3 separate regions of the Danio rerio genome follow, and all the other regions are linked to region 3. Evidence: chromatin contacts called from public Hi-C and HiCAR-type data. All regions are on one chromosome and are shown on one strand. The core of a region is the stretch at or near the end of the contact, and the rest is flanking DNA. Distances in the headings are between cores, read along the strand shown.

The links. A called contact is a pair of places that touch in the nucleus more often than the background predicts. HiCAR-type assays count read pairs that join an accessible place to other places.
Region 1: a HiCAR-type map of caudal fin shows a contact between it and region 3, with 4 times the contacts expected there. The contact joins the promoter of cdkal1 here to the promoter of nrsn1 in region 3. A contact is called at or near these places in 3 of 4 datasets of contacts at active chromatin or transcription factors (caudal fin, embryo and gastrula embryo).
Region 2: a Hi-C map of embryo shows a contact between it and region 3, with 1.6 times the contacts expected there. The contact joins the enhancer-like site here to the promoter of nrsn1 in region 3. A contact is called at or near these places in 3 of 18 Hi-C or Micro-C datasets (caudal fin, embryo and an unstated tissue).

The regions. Positions count from the first base shown.
Region 1 is chr16:23,636-26,335 of GRCz12tu, reverse strand. It overlaps cdkal1 (CDK5 regulatory subunit associated protein 1-like 1), which reads right to left and starts at 1,375. Exons shown (of 15, transcript NM_200627.1): 1 at 1,264-1,375; 2 at 588-745; 3 at 192-304. The coding sequence starts at 745.
Region 2 is chr16:40,239-42,938 of GRCz12tu, reverse strand. It overlaps cdkal1 (CDK5 regulatory subunit associated protein 1-like 1), which reads right to left. Exons shown (of 15, transcript NM_200627.1): 5 at 1,898-1,994. Among named protein-coding and RNA genes, the nearest start is that of cdkal1, 17 kb to the right of the region's middle. Within about 2 kb of position 1,423, at least 3 of the 62 cell types and tissues checked have an H3K27ac peak or open chromatin away from gene starts, as enhancers often do.
Region 3 is chr16:249,343-252,042 of GRCz12tu, reverse strand. nrsn1 (neurensin 1) reads right to left here and starts at 1,320. Exons shown (of 3, transcript NM_199959.1): 1 at 1,280-1,320.

The sequences.
Region 1 (2,700 bases), core at 126-2,625, 230 kb after region 3:
CAGACTGCTTATATCGGAGATTGTTAACGCAGTCTAATATAGTTTTTTGGACTGATATTGGACCTATTTCCCATATCAATATCGTATCAGGACATCCCTATCTGCCACTCTTTGGTCAAGCGTACGTTAAACCTGTGTAATGTGATAAGTGAGAGCAGCCGGTGTTAGTGTGTGGAGCAGTGAATCTGGACCTGTGATCTGGTATCCTGCCACCGCCAGCTGACCCGCCATATACTCTCCATCTGAGCTGTTGTGTGAGCAGCCCCAGGTCTTCAGCCACACCTTCTGCATGCCGGGAATCACACTGAACACACAGCAGAACACACACGGTCATCTACAGGCTCTGTTCTGACTCATGTGAACACACACACACACACACACACACACACACACACACACACACACACACACACACACACGAGTTAATGGCATCAGTACGTAATAACCAAGGATGATCAGTACATGACCGGTATCGAATCCACAGCGTCTGCATCACAGAGCACTGAAGAAACAATTCATTTGGACACCCCTAATGTGTGTGTGTGTGTGTGTGTGTGTGTCTGTCTGTCTGTCTGCATGTGCCTCACCTGTCGGTCTGCATCTGCTCTCCCGTCTCCTGCTTGTGTTTGCGTGCGCGAGGAACCACACTCTTGCGGGCCGCCTGCCGCTGCAGTGGTGTGACGTCAGTGATTCTCACCATATCCTCGATATCATCCACAGCAGTGTCACACACCAACGCCATCATCTGCACACACACACACATGCACACACACACATAATGTATATATATATATATATCTTACACACATATGCATGTAATACACTTCATTAAACCTGCACACACACACACACACACACACACACACCATAGAGGTAAAGTTGGTTTGATATTTGCACATTGTTTCATTTATCAGTCTCTATATTGTTTATGATGTTACTTTGAAAATATGATGGGAATTATCATGCCAGTATGACCTGTACACAACACCAGCATGTCTAATTGACTGTGAACACTGCTGTACTGAGTCATTGGCTGCTAATCTGATTTCCCTATTTAGAATTATCAAAGAATACTTTTCTGACATGACATTATTAAGAAGAAAGTCTGAATATCACAATATAAAACCAACTGTACCTCTGTGTGTGTGTGTGTGTGTGTGTGTGTGTGTGTGTGTGTGTGTGTCAGTCGCCGCTGTCAGCAGTGTATGTCCACGTGTTATTCTTCAGCAACTCCTGATCTACAGCACAGCAGCGCGGACTCACCGGGAAGACGCAATAACAATGGCGCTCGGGAACGGTGAAGAGATCGCGGCAGCTGTGGAGTAACCGTAGAGTTTCCGCTGTTTAACCGGTGCTGCTCGTGTTGTTGTGCTTGTAGAGCGCCATATTGGAATTACACTTTAACCTCTGACGCGCTACGGCAAGCGAGAAGGATAATCCGCTTCCTCCTCCTCCTCCTCCTCCTCCTCCTTCTTCTTCTTCTTCTTCAGATTAAATGGCGAGTTCCAATGTGACTCAATATCGCCACACGTCGTGCTGGAGAGGGAGGGCATTTCAGACCGGGTAAACATCAGACAGAGGAATAAACACTGTAAAATTGCGTGATTTCAACGCTAAAAAGTGTAAAAATGCTACAGTAAAAATCCCAAACCTGGTTAGCAGTATATTTCCTTAATATATACAGAGAATAACTGTAAACTGACTTTCCCAGAATTCCCTGCATGGCACATCCCTTTATGCTGTTTGTTGACATTAATATGCATGTTTTTAGTTGTTTCCTCATCAGTTATTGTACATTATAGAATCGTGTTACATCTAATGTTCATAAACAATGTTTATTTCATCAATGTAATTGTATGCATGTTACCATGTCTGTGTTTAGTAGCTGTGTTCATTACTGTCACATGTAGCAGGTTAATCAACATCATTTTCTAAGATCAGTGGATCAGTATAAAACATCTTTATAAATAACAGTATATGATTGTGACCATGTGAGTTTCTGTTAAATAAACAGATGCATAGATGATGATAATATTCAATACAGTCATTATGCATTGATAATCGATTAAGCCGCAGATGTTCGTTGTGAAAATGAGAATTAACTTTATAGTCTTTGCCGTAATTTTAACAATAAAATACTAACATCCACAGCTATTTTTTTACCTTAAAATTAACACATTTATTTTTTACAGTGTACTCCTGATTCATTTGTTCATTCATTTTCTTGTCGGCTTAGTCCCTTTATTATTCCGGGGTCTCCACAGGTGAATGAACCGCCAACTTATCCAGCACGTTTTTTTACGCAGCTGATGCCCTTCCAGCCGCAACCCAACTCTGGGAAACATCCACACACACTCATTCACACTCACTCATACACTACGGACAACTTAGCCTACCCGATTCACCTGTACTGCAAGTGTTTGGACTGTGGGGAAACCAGAGCACGCGGGAGAAAAGCCACGCAAACGCAGGGAAAACATGCAAACTATACCGGGAGTGTGTCACAAGTTGGATGAATGAAAGTGCAAATACAAAACTAACTTAACCTCAATGGCATGGTGTAGTAATATTTATTAGTATAGCACTTTCACTCCAAACAGTATAATAACAGTGAAAACATTAGACAGCTGCAGAAATGGATTATACTGACATTTACTGTGCATTTACTCATTTAATTCCACCACATAAAACATGTAAAAT
Region 2 (2,700 bases), core at 174-2,673, 210 kb after region 3:
GAGGCCTGTGCTGGAGCTTCTGCTGTGTGATGTTGGGCACTGCTGTCCCTGAGCTCCTGCAGGGTCCTGGAGATCTGCTCCTCCTGATGGTGTGGTGTTGCTCCACAGTTTCTCCTCGCCGTCTGCATCTGCTGTAGAACCGCTGACAGAGCTCCAGCACACCACACCGCTGTGTCTACAGTAAGCGTGAGCTCAGGGGCCTGATCGGGCTTCCTCTGGGACAGTGTCTGGGCTCTTTCAGACTGCTGAACCCCTCGAGCTGAAGCAACTTGCCTGAGTCAGGTAGAGAGGGTCTGCGGCGCTCCTCTATTTCTGTAGTTGTGCAGTAATGAGAGCTCGGGCCGGGTCAGCTGAAGACACCGCGCTCTCCTGAGTGTGAGGAGAATGGACTGATGAGAGCAGACACTGCAGCGGGACACACAGCGGAGGTCCAGAACACACAGCGGAGGTCCAGAACACACAGCGGAGGTCCAGAGACATGCACATGTCAAGCAGACTCTTGTGTGTGTGAAGCAGACTCTTGTGTGTGTGAAGCAGACTCTTGTGTGTGTAAAGCAGACTCTGGCGTGTGTGAAGCAGACTCTTGTGTGTGTGAAGCAGACTCTTGTGTGTGTGAAGCAGACTCTGGCGTGTGTAAAGCAGACTCTGCTAGAGAGCCGTTATGAACACACACATGCAGTCAGACTGAGCCCTGCGCTACTGACCGGTCTCCTCCATCTTCATGAGTCGGCTGGTGATCCCACACACTGACCAGCAGCTCATCATCAATAACGTCATTACATCCAATAAACACTGGAGTAGGCCTGAGCATTACAGCGCTAACACACAGAGCTGTAGTCTGAAGGAGAATAACACTGATTATTCCTGCACACACGCACACACACACACACACATGGACACACACACACACACACGCACACGCACGCACGCACGCACACACACACGCACATCCTGCTCACATCCTGAGACAAGCAACGGCTTCAGCACAGTATGCAAATAACTGCTCATTTGCATAAGGTGAGCCTTCCAACGGTAAGGAGGTGCTGTCGCCTCCAAACCAGTATAACCCACACATGCAGCTCCGACTGACCCTGACCCAGCAGAACTGATGCAAATGAGCAAAGAAACACACACACACACACACACACACACACACACACACACACAGCTGAAACGCATGCAAAGGAACACACTTCAGCAGGTTAGAACAAGCCAGATCCTGTCTATGTGTGTGTGTGTGTGTGTGTGTGTGTGTGTGTGTGTGTGTGTGTGTGTGTGTGTGAGAGAGAGAGACTGCAGCTCTGTCTACACTACTATGCTGTCGGTTCTGCTGTGGTCTGGTCTTCCCTCCACTCTGCCCACAGTTTGAGCCCTTAAGAGTGCATGTGGGAGGCGGAGACATCCGAACAGAGGCGGGGCTGCAGACATCCTCTTCTCTGATTGGGCTTTCTCAATATTAAGAGCACACAGCTCAGTCCTGCACCCTCTCCTTCAGTTCACACTACACTAGTTCATGAACAGCAGCGGACACGGCGGTACATCTACAGATGTGCTGTGATCACCTCCTCCACACCTCCTTGCACCCTGAACAGTGCAAATCAGCACGATCTCTTGTCATGTTGTTATTAATAAGCACACTAATAGACTGAAAAGAGTCATCAGATACACATAAGCTGAATTACAGATCATGAATAATGACTATAGAGAGAGCAGACCAGCGGCAGGTCCGGCATGGACGCGCGCACACACACACTGCTCTCACCTGGGGATGTGCCTGCAGAGCTCCTGCTGACCGCCTGGAGCTCAGACATCTGAATACTAGAGGACGCTGAAGCCGATTTCAGCCTGTGCTGGTGTGTGTGTGTGTGTGTGTGTGTGTGTGTGTGTGTGTGTTTACCCCAATGATGCTTAGGTCCTTTATATAGTCCATGCGGGGTTGAGCCTGCGGCACACATCCAGCCAAAACCACCTTCTTATTCTGCTCTTGAGCCTTCCTGAAACACACACACACACACACACACACACACACACACACACACACACACACACACACACACACACACACACAATCAGTCTGTGCATAAGGACTGAGCGATGTTCGTTGGCTGATCATTAGTGTGAGCTCTGCTGGACACACACGGCTCTTCACATGTTTCTGGTGTCCGCTGTGGTCGTCTGCAGGTCAGATACACACGTCTGTTGGTTATACACAACACAAATATACACAACACCTTAACTTCTGTCCCCGGTGTGTATCTAAAACAGCACACAACAGAAATATTCCTGTTCCTCTAGATCAGAGGTTCTCAAAGTGGGGGTCAGGACCCCCCCAAGGGGTCGCGGGACAATGAAGGAGGGGGGGGGGGGTCGCCTGGTGATTTTTAAAAATCAATTAATTTTTATGAAACCTTAAGACTTACTGTACTTTATCAATAACCTACTGAAGAGAAAAAAATAGTCGTTTATAGTTACTATAGTAGCTTATAGTTACTAGTTCTATTGGATTGCGACTTCTCGGGTAATTACATTATACTGAAGACACAGCAATACTGTCAGATGCAGCAGATTCTGTAACACCAGGTTGAACTTTCTAGCCCATTTACAGCACTGACATACATAAAAAAAACAAAGAATAGACTTGGGTCTATTGGTGTTTTGTGCGTGTCATTGCATACAAGGTTTCTGTATTTATAACCACCA
Region 3 (2,700 bases), core at 71-2,570:
TATTTCAGTAATATTATGGGATAATAATAATAATAATAATATAATAATAATAATAATATTTTGGGCGAGGCAGTGGCGCAGTAGGTAGTGCTGTCGCCTCACAGCAAGAAGGTCGCTGGTTCGAGCCTCAGCTTAGTTGGCATTTCTGTGTGGAGTTTGCATGTTCTCCCTGTGTTCGCGTGGGTTTTCTCCGGGTGCTCCGGTTTCCCCCACAGTCCAAACACATGCGCTATAGGGGAATTGGTTAGGCTAAATTGTCTGTAGTGTATGAGTGTGTGTGTGTAAATGTGTGTGTAGATGTTTCCCAGAGATGGGTTGCAGCTTGAAAGGCATCCGCTGTGTAAAAAATTGCTGGATAAGTTGGCGGTTCATTCCACTGTGGCGACCCCGGATTAATAAAGGGACTAAGCCGACAAGAAAATGAATGAATGGTGATTCCACAGTTGCTATGGAAACACAAGAACTACAGTAACTGATCTCCTGTGGTGATTCTACAGTTGCTATGGTAACACATTAACAACAGTGATTGATCTGTTGTGGTTATTCTACAGTTGCTATGGTAACATTAACAACAGTGATTGATCTGTTGTGGTGATTCTACAGTTGCTATGGTAACACATTAACACAGTGATTGATCTGTTGTGGTGATTCTACACACGTGTTCTGATATATTAGCTAATTATCTATGCTCATACACCAATTAAGCATCAGCTCCACTGTAAGGGAGATGAATGGGATTTGCTCCTAAACACTAATGCTAATCTCTCTTTAGTCTCCACGAACGTCTTAATGTCTCGAGGTAATCTTCAGTGTAAATCTGATCGCCTCTATAGATGATATGTGCATCTTCAGAAATGAAATCCTTCTGTAAATGCAGATATCTGAGAGAGAGAGATGCTGAATGCTCCGTCAGTGTCCGTCTCGTCATCAGAAATGACGCCAGAGCTGCTCCTGATCGTGCATGTCCTCTGCTGTTCAGAGACACTCTGTACCCACACACACACCACCATCATCATCACCATCATCATCATCATCTGATCGTCTAATAACAACAGTCCGATGGTGTTTTCAGATGCAGAAAGCTGCACTTTACCGGCAGAAATGCTCATTCTCCACACATCTGTCATCGACACATCAGCAGATTGATCGAGCTGTCAGACTCTAACGCACAAACCGGACACACACATCCTCCCCGACGGTGTGTGTGTAAGTGTGGAGAGTGAAAGGTGTCGACTGATCAGAGTTTTGATAACTGTAATGAGTGAATAAAAGCGAATACCTGTCATAACCGGTCGGAGCTGCTGCTGTTCCTCGCTCCGCTCAGCCGCCGATGCGCTGGATGATGCAGTGCGCATGCGCAGCTCAGCGCTTCTGTGAGTCACCTGGAGGACAGAGAGATGCTTTGCTCTCTTTTTTCTTTCCTGTATTATGAAATACAGCCGAGGTCACAATTATTCGCCCTTCCGTGAAATTTAATGCTTCAGGATTTTTTCTTTTTGTCTCTATATTTGAGAGGGCATTGTTTAATCTCTTGTGTAAATGATCGCAGTGTGTTAGGGTTTGGGTTGTATTCAAATTTATGGCAAAAACACATTTAAATATTTGATTTAGGCTTTTCAGACTTTTTAAGCTTTTGGTGCTTAACATACAGCATACAGTGTACATGTATTATACATGCAGCATGAAGATATTCATTTATTCATTTTCCATCTGCTTAGTCCATTTATTCATCAGAGGTCACCACAGCAGAATGAACCGACAACTATTCCAGCATAAGCTTTTTTTACGCAGCAGATGTCCTTCCAGCTGCAGCCCAGTACTGGGAAACACACACACGCACACACACACACACTTTTTTCAATTTAGTTAATCAATTCCTCTATAGTGCATGTGTTTGGACAATATGTTCAGTATATTTTAATATATTATCAGTATCAGTATTATCCAGTAATCAGTCTCTAAAGGTACACACTTTTCAAATACAATTTGCTGTAGTTTACGTTTGAACATTGTGTGTGCATTTACTGCATATCTGATATATCCTGCACCTTTGTATTCCTCAAGTAATACTGCAGTGATTTTGACCTATTCTATCGTGAAATATTGACTAAGAAATTAACTAAAGCGATTAATCTGCTGTGGGGTTTCTACAGTTGCCATGGTAACAACAATTATAGTGATTGATTGTTGTGGTGATTCTAATGTTGCTATGGTAATAACAATTATAATTGATCTGTTGTGGTGAATCTATAGTTGCTATGGTAACACAACAACTACAGTAATTAATGTTTTTGTGATTCCACAGTTGCTATGGTAACAATAACTACAGTGATTGATCTGTTGTGTTATTCTACAGTTGGCATGGTAACAGCAACTATAATAACTGATCTATTGTGGTGAATATACAGTTACTATGGTAACAACCACAGTATTTGATCTGTGTTGATTCTACAGTTTCTATGGTAACAATAACTATACTGATTGGTCTGTTGTGGTAATACTACAGCTGTTATGGTAACACAACTACTATAGTAATTGGTGTGTTGTGGTAAATCCATAGTTGCTATGGTAACAACAACAAGAGTAATTGATCTGTTGTGGTGATTCTACAGTTGCTATGGTAACACATCTAAAGTAATATAATCTCTTGGCCCAGTGGTGTGGTGTTGTTCTGGGTGGTGTCAGCTGTTCATTCTTCTG